2 separate regions of the Zea mays genome follow, and region 2 is linked to region 1. The links are chromatin contacts, called in public Hi-C maps. All regions are on one chromosome and are shown on one strand. The core of a region is the stretch at or near the end of the contact, and the rest is flanking DNA. Distances in the headings are between cores, read along the strand shown.

What was found. Hi-C and Micro-C count contacts between places; a contact is called where the count stands out from the background.
Region 2: a Hi-C map of bundle sheath shows a contact between it and region 1, with 3 times the contacts expected there. The contact joins the promoter of LOC100274638 here to the promoter of LOC100281593 in region 1. A contact is called at or near these places in 7 of 25 Hi-C or Micro-C datasets (bundle sheath, ear, endosperm and 2 more) and 1 of 3 datasets of contacts at active chromatin or transcription factors (leaf).

Annotation. Positions count from the first base shown.
Region 1 is chr1:81,007,201-81,011,211 of Zm-B73-REFERENCE-NAM-5.0, forward strand. LOC100281593 reads right to left here and starts at 2,140. Exons shown (of 10, transcript NM_001154512.2): 1 at 1,740-2,140; 2 at 1,604-1,663; 3 at 979-1,050; 4 at 676-884; 5 at 446-606; 6 at 295-353; 7 at 140-186. The coding sequence starts at 1,916.
Region 2 is chr1:81,217,761-81,222,090 of Zm-B73-REFERENCE-NAM-5.0, forward strand. It overlaps LOC100274638, which reads right to left and starts at 1,734. Exons shown (of 1, transcript NM_001371644.1): 1 at 1,053-1,734. The coding sequence starts at 1,668. The coding sequence ends at 1,279.

The sequences.
Region 1 (4,011 bases), core at 890-3,389:
ACATGAGTGGGATCTAAGAAAGAGATAAACCAAGAGGTTGCTTCGAACCCATAACCTGGTGACTCAGTGAGACAGCTCTCCACTGCACCATGCCTGCCCTTCTAAATACTACATAGCATCATTAACAAAAAAAACTTACCCATTGCAATTGAGTGTCAACCTGCTAGCGCCTTTTGATATTAGTAGCTGCAAGAACAGCATCATCACATACCAGAATAAATAAATTCCTCTGATAGGTACAACTGAAGCAGGATTCTTGTCAAAAGGTGATGATTCTTTATGACATTGACTTACCTCACAGCATTCTTGTTTCCCCCCACCTGCTGCATAATGCAACGGTGTACTGCCAGCTCCTGTTCCACCAGTGCATTGTTAAAATCTCATTTGAGCTAACAAGAATAGCATTGCTCAATGCATTCCATCTGAGCTAAGAATCAACACTTGCCTATCAAATTTGCAGTAGTGCCATAGGGGAATGAGACAGCTGAGACATTAGCGCCCAAGTCAATCAACAACTGCATGCAATCTAAGTGACCGTTCAATGCTGCCATGTGAAGTGCTGTAACACCACCATCTGCAGGTTTGTTGATGTACCTCACACGGGCCCTGAAACAAACATGGAGTTAACAGATAATTGTTTCAAATAATAAAATGTGATTCATTGACAACACATACGATTCATTAAACTTCTGCCCCGACGATGAATTAGGACTGCTCCCACTGTTTGTCTGGCAATCACCACCATCCACCACAGAAGAAGCAATATCCTCCAAGGCCACACTCGGGACAAAGTCTGCAACTAAAAGCCTAATACACCGAACAAATCCATCATGTGCAGCAAAATGCAGTGCTGTTCGACCACTCAAGTAATCTGCCCTAGTAACCTGAATCAGCCAAAAAACAAACAACAGTTAGCACTTACCTTGTCCTAACTAAAAAATGTAGCAGAAAAAGGTACTATCTTACGTGCCGTCTTACATTGCATCTAAATAGAAGAAGCATCTGCACCACCTCCCAGTGCCCATGCCGACAAGCATGCATCAGCGCAGTCTTGATCCATCATCAAAACAATTGCAACCAATCAACAGACTATTTGATACAGATAAAAACTGTAGAATGAACAAAAATATAATTCCTATCCCCCATGCAGAAGTGCCAGAAAGAAGGCAAGCCCAGTGTCAGAGGCTCCAACATAAGTGGGGTCTGTAGAAGAGATAAACCGAGATAGGCCTTCCCCACAAATGCGGAGAGGCTGCTTAGAACTCAAGACCTGGTCAGTTTCACACTTTCACGACTGTACCAGGCCTGCCCTTCGCAGAAGTGCCAAAATGAGCTACGAAAAAATCTTGGTTCAGCTCTGGGGCATAGGCACAAATGCATAACAGATTCAGGTTTTCTTATGCCATCGCTGAGCAGAGCAACATAATTAGCCACATAAAAACTGAATCTTGATGCCACAATATATTTCCATGGCATATGAGTTGACAAATCGGACACTTGTGCACGATAGATCTTAGCATTTGTTCGGTTTGAACTGGCAGAAGATAGCTGGAACACACAGATGAGAACTTTTGAACCCAGAAAGCGCAGAAAGATCTACTACCTGGCCGCAGTAGTTGCGCGCGTTAACGTCAGCGCCTTTCTCCAGCAGCATCGTGACAATCTACACGGAGACAACAACTGCTGACCCGAAATCGAAGCGGGGGAACCCTGAAAAACACGGAAGGATTCGCGCGTACGTCGAGATGGCCCTTGGCGGCGGCGAAGTGTAGCGGAGTGTTGAGGCCGCCGAAGGTGGAGTAGCGCGCGAGCGCGGGGCTGAGCTCCAGCAGCATCCGCGCCTCGATGGCGTCCCCGTCGCGCGCCGCCGAGACGAGCCGCTCGCCGGAAGCCGAGCACCCCAGTGAGTTGCCCATCGCCGGCGCCGGCAGAGAGGCGGGCTCCGCCGCCGCCTCCGCCGCTTCCAGGGGAGCGCACGAGTGCTCGCCGGCGGCTAGGGAGCTTCTGTGATTTGCGCGAATTCCGGGGGGCTGGTGGTGGGGTGGGTAGTCTCCGCCTCCGCTTTCCCGGCTGGGTCTCAAAATTTCGCAGCTCCGGAGGAAGAGGGAGGAAGCGACACGACGGGGAGTGGAAATGGAAGGCCTTTATTAGCTTTTTTTTCTTTTCCTTATATGCCGCACTTTGTATTCTCTTGATTTGGATTTATTTATTTGACACTCGTTTATTGTCTGGCTCACTCGAGTTAGTACTGACATTGGCGACTGTGACCATGTGAACTTAGGATCTAGGCTGTTAATAAAAGAAGCTAGCATGATGAGGGCCCACCTACCACCACGCAAAAAAAATAGTGTAAAGTGAGTACTCGAACACATGCCTCTTTTTCAAAAATTTAGAGTTAACCACCAAATCACACATACCTCAGTGTTTAGAAATAAATAATAATTATATTTAGTACATAACAACCGTAGCAAAGCAGCTAGTATATACATAAAAAACCAAGAGACTAGTATTTTTGGACGGGAGGAGTAGCTAGCTACTACTAGCTATTTTGCTAAAAGTAGCTACTAATTTTAGCATCTAACTATTATCATTCAAGCAGGACCTAAGTATTATTGTATTTATTATGAGATAGATTTTTTATAATATAACTATCTGGTGGGGGAAAAATATTGTGTTTTTAGTTATATGTAATCGATCAAACCTTGAACACTTTTAATGAACAGTTAGTTACGATCGCTCGCTCCCTTTAGTTGGTGACGCTGAGCTGATTTGCATCATGGCACTCGCGTGCTCAACGCTCACACACCTTTCTTTATCTCTACTTTTTTTCGGTGGTAGATGAAAGTGGGTGTGTTATTATCTCGGAGCTGATAGAAAAAGGCGAGCCACAAAAGTCCTTTTCGTTCGTTATGGGCTCGTCGTTTACAAAATTACAACCAAAAATCGTCTGGACTCGCCGGTTAATCTCTTTCCGCCACGACTGTAGAAGTGTATTTTCTGCGCTCGGTGCCCGTGCGGGCGTGCGGGCGTGTGCGCGTTTGTAGGTCTCGGGAGGCCTAGTCTATTTATCTATTAATATTATAAAGCAAAGGTTTATATAGTTCAATGGTTTCGGAGTCGCAACTATAAAAAAAATACTCCACAAATTTGCTTCTAGCAACCCGCAATCCTCCACTCTCCAAGTCCTACCACGTCGTGCCACGCGATCCGGTTGCCCTCGCGTCTATCTAATCCTGACCCGCTCCAAAAACCCTAGGCGGTCCCTGCAGCCTGGATTCCGTGTTCCGCTCCTGGCTCCCCTGATAGAGACTTCACGGGGCCATGGATCCTCGCCGGATCGAGAGTCGCGCCGGCTTGCACCACCTCCGCCACGCATGTCCTTCTTCCGATTCTTGGTTGAGATAACTAAGGACTTGTCAGTTTCAACGTTAATCCATGTGAATTTGGTGGTGTTGAGTCGGTTCAAAATTCATAGCAGGTTAAAATATACATCACAACGTATTTTTCAATATACTTCAATCTATATGAAACTGTAATAACCGAACAAGGAGTAAGTGGTGGCACCAATGCCTTAGCTTTTTTCTAAGATACTGGATTGTGAAAGTTATTGATTCATGTTAAAAAAAAAATACTTTCAGGCACTTTCAGGCTTCGTCGACGACTGGACGAGGCCGGCCGTGTTGCTGCGTGTTTGCGGGGAGAAAGCAAACTGGGCACTGGGGTGATTGGTTGGGTGCGGTAGGCGGGTGCCGGGTGGGGTCTGCGTGGCGTGTTTGCGAGTCACAGGTTTGGTTGGTTGCCACGGACGGCGGGTCTGTCTGTCTGTCCTCTCCGCCGCAGGCCGGAGATGGGTCCGTCCAACGGGCAAGAATACAGGGCCAAAGACAACTTTTTGGCTGAGGCCGGGCATGTTTCGTCACGCTCGCACACACAGACCGCCACCTGCTGGCTGCCTTGCCTGACGAGCGCTTGGGTCCAAAGGAAAGATCAGTCAAAAAATCTAGCCCCCCG
Region 2 (4,330 bases), core at 484-2,983, 210 kb after region 1:
ATAAGCGAAGAATTTGGGGTAGGGAAGTGCTAACCTAGAGCTAAACTAGAACTACTCCTAATGCATAAGTAAAACGAGAAATAGACTTGATTTGATCGATTGTTGGGTTTTAATCGGTCGTATCCCTTCATCTATATAAAGAGCAGGTCTGGATCCGCTACGAGTTGTTTCCCGAGCTAATCCCGTGGTTTTAGACAACAAATCCCGCGAGAAACTCGAAACTCTAAATGACTCTGCGCATACGCGGACCGTCCGGACTAGAGAGGCTGGACCGTGCACGAGGCCACTTTTTGGGCTCAACAATATAGTCTAATTATCTCTCTCATAATTTTTTTTGTTCTTAACGTATAAGATAACTGTTAGTTCATGGCCTGTTTCTACTCGCTCTCTTCCCCCTCACTCTTCCATATCAATTTAGGTGGTTTACAGGCTTACAGCTAGCGATTATACTTGCTCTTAGCGAAACGTCTAAAGTCTGGGCTCGTCTGGTCCGAAACGGCCTCGGTCTGTGGCCACTGGCCAGTAGCAGCGACAGGAAAATCTCGAATGCACTCGTGCAGGAAGGGACCAGGGGGAGGGAGGCGATCCCCGGCTACTACTTCGCCATCGCCTGTCAGGTGCAGTTGGCGATCGAGAAGAGAAGGGGATCGTTTGCTTACTAGGTATGCAGATAAGATGAAGCGCCCAACAGGTACCATACCACCTGATAAATTCGCCCGGAATTAGCAAACAGGGCGTAGCTGCTCAGTTCCCAATCGTTCCTCTTTTTTGGCCATACAAGCCACAAGATAAATGTCAACTCGGCTCTCAAAAAGTCTTCTTGGCTGACGACATGGCTTGCTCCGTCGTGCCGGCCTGCAGCTCCCTTGTCCTTTTGATTTGGTCGCCCACTAAAGTGCAAAGCTACCGGCTGCCAAGTGCCACTGCCAACACGCACGCATCAAACCAAAGAGAAAATTCCGAAGACAGTCCTCCTCTTCGGCATCGGTATCGGCATCAGATAGATGCTCTGGAGTAAACTCCAGCACTCGGAGTCCCCTATCATATCAGTATCACGGAAAAGGAAATGTTCACATAAATCCCCTGGAATGATCGAAAACTCTGAAAAACAGCCAAGAAGGACTAGACGGTAAACTCGCGCCCCACCAAATGCAACAGACGACCCCGGAACTTCATTGGGATCGAGCGCCGGAGCCGGGAACACGGCGTGGGGTGGGGGGGCTCCAACTCCGACGTCCGGAGCGACGCGCGCCGAGGCCACGTGCACATGGCGCGGACCTACGCTCGGACGGCGACGGCGCCCGTGAGCCGGACGCGGACGCCGCCGTCCGCGGCGCCGCGCAACGCCCGCCGGGTGCTCGTCGTCCCCGCCGCCGCCGCCGTAGTAGTAGGCGCGGAGAGCCCGGCGTCCTCGGCGGCGTGGCGCGTCTCGAAGTCGAGCGGCTCGCGGGCGTCGTCCCCGCAGTAGGTGTTGGCGCCGGCGCTCGGCGCCAGGACCCGGCTGTCCGCGGCGCCGCGGCTGTTGTGCCATACCCCGAGGCAGTAGGACGCGGAGCAGAGCGCCGCGGCGAGGAGGAAGACCAGGAGGTCCACGCGCGTGAGGGCGCCGCAGCAGCACCTCCTGCCGCCGCCGCCGCCGCGCGCGCTCTGCGACCCGTCGTTCGCCATGGCCGGAGCGGCGATCGAGGAGGGGAGGAAGATACGAGGGCGAGGCGGAGGAAACGGGAGAGAACTGATTCAAGTCGTCTTTGACCAAGCCTCTGGAGTCTGGAGTCTGGACTCTGGTGCGAAGAGGCCAAAGTTTTTTCATTTTTATATGGTGGTATGTGTGTAGGCCCGTACGTAGGTTGCAACGAGGCTGGAACCTGGTGGAAGCCAGGCCAGGCCAGGCCGATACTCTTGATGGTTGCTCAGGACTGATGGAAGCAGCAGTTTTTTTTTTAGAATTGACATGCTTTTTTATTTTTTGTATATATATAAATAGGATTATGAACCATATTTCAAAATGTACTTACGGTATGCAGTAGCAGTATCTTATACTTATGAACGATGAAATGGTAGGTTGTCGCGAAGATCTGCCAAATTAAAGTACGTAGCTTTTTGGTTCTTTCGAACGAAAGATGCCGCCCGAACGAGATCGTGTCCTCTCCTCTCCTTCACACAAACGATCCAGTTGGGGATTCGCGGGGGGGGAACCGGTCCACTTTGCCGCGCCATGCGTTGACTAGTTGACTAGATATTGGGCAGTGATCAGAGCACGCAGGCCTGATGAGGAGGTACACTCAAGCCCATAGATGGCACAGGTGCGGCCCGGGCTATGACGTGGCCACGCTTATGCAAAGGCCCATGGGAATTGTGTACCCCCAAGCCCACTAGCTCGGAGGGTCCCAAAAAAAAACTTATCATGTGTGGATACCAAGACGTGCATCCCAATCCAAGACCTGGGCTGGCATACTGATTGTTGAACCAAACGTTACAAGGACACCAGATTATACTTACGGTGACCTAAATTCGCTAGGCTATGCTTGCTGCAAAAACGAGGTAGCGTAGTACTGCTAGGCCTATCGCTGTCAGAGCGTTGCAGACCAGAATAACCAAGTAGTCTTCCTGGCTAGGATGCATCCTTGCTACCGCGTCCTGGTTCAGGCACCACCAATGTCATGCGACAAAAGCAGGAAACGAAGGTTCGCCGTACGAGCTGCGAAACGAGGGCTGGCTGACTAAGCCGTGACTTGAAGAAGAAGAAGAACTCGATCTACCGTATTACTACGAGTGAGTGTCAATGTGTCTCCAGAGTCCAGACCAGACCACCAGTCTACGGCATCGGCACCTCACCGAAGGTTCCATCGAAAATCCAGAGCGCCGCCGAGAGCATAGCATACAGGACCCGCGCCCGCCTTCCGCATGCCCTCGGAATTTTATGGCAGCCACCGACCGGCGCCCGCTTCACAGGGCCACGACACGGTAACCCATTCTCCCGGCTCTCCGAGTTCCGAACGGCCGCGCGGGGGGCACGAGCGACAGGAGCGGGCAGGCTGGCGAAGGGCGCGCCAACCCATGCCCCGTACTCCTGTCGCTGTAGGCCACGCACGCATGACTGACGCAGCTGGGGTTGGTCGATGAGATGAGATGCGGGTGTGGCGATCGAATCCCCCACTGTCCCCCGCGCCCCTTATCACAATCATTGCGGGCGCGGGGCGCCGCTCGCTCACGGCTGGCCGCACAGGCTTATCAGCACCGGCGGTCCATGCTCACCGTACGTACGTACGTGCCTGCCCGGTCCCGGTCCCGCCTGTGGCGTTTTGCGCGCGCTTGATCGGGGCCTGTGGGGCGGGGCGGCTCGCTGGGTCCTCCTCTTCCTCCTCCTCCAGCCGTTGGTTCGTGCCGGATCCCGAATTGACGACTGACAGATGGATGGAACTGGTCGATCAGGCGACGATCTCTATGTTAATTGTGTACGGCAACTTGCTGCAAGGTGGCAGGGAGGGAAAACAAATATCTTCCGGTGAATCTGCGGCCAGGTCTATAATCCTGTTGGGTGGTGGGTTTCGCCGGCTGATGCTGCTGATCCGCTGCGTTGCCTCCACGCGGCCCATGCACTCCCTAGCTTATAAACGGCCGGCGTGATGGGTGGTGCGTTCATCGTTCGGCTGTGTCCCACTCCCACCCGTGATTACTCTACTCCACTGCGTGCGCCGAGCTCACAGCGCGTGAGGCCGTGGATGGCCTTATCGCTGGCTGGCGTGGCGCAGCTATCCGCATCCGCGCGCTCAGCTCAACTTGCAGTAGTGGGGGTCTGGTTCTATCTGGACGGATGGGTCGGTTACGCAAGCCGATCAGTGGACCATCGTCTCCTTGATAAGCGCATACGCGTTCCCTAATCAGCTACTACTGTACGCACTCTCCAGGCTGGCTGTGGCTGTTGTGTGTCCTGTCAGGGAATCCGAGGACGGACCCACAGCGACCTCGTACCTCCGGTTCGTACTACTGCGACGGAAGCGAGACTCTGGGCTCTCTCTGCAGGCACGGGGGATGCAGTACGTGCAGCATCATGGCTCGGAGAGCGGTGAGAGACTCCAAGCGAGGTGTGGACTAGTAGTAGGGATTGACAGCCGCTCGTGGTCGTGGGTAGGGATGAAAACGGTCGGAAACGGTCGGTAAACACTAAAACCATTACCGTTTTCATATTTTTTATCGGAAACGAAATCGGAAACAGTAACTCCGGAAACGAAAACGATATCGGTATTTCGGAAACATCGGAAACGAAAGTTCGGTGCGGAAAATACACCGGTAACGGTCGAAATCTAAAATACGATCGGTAAACGTATCA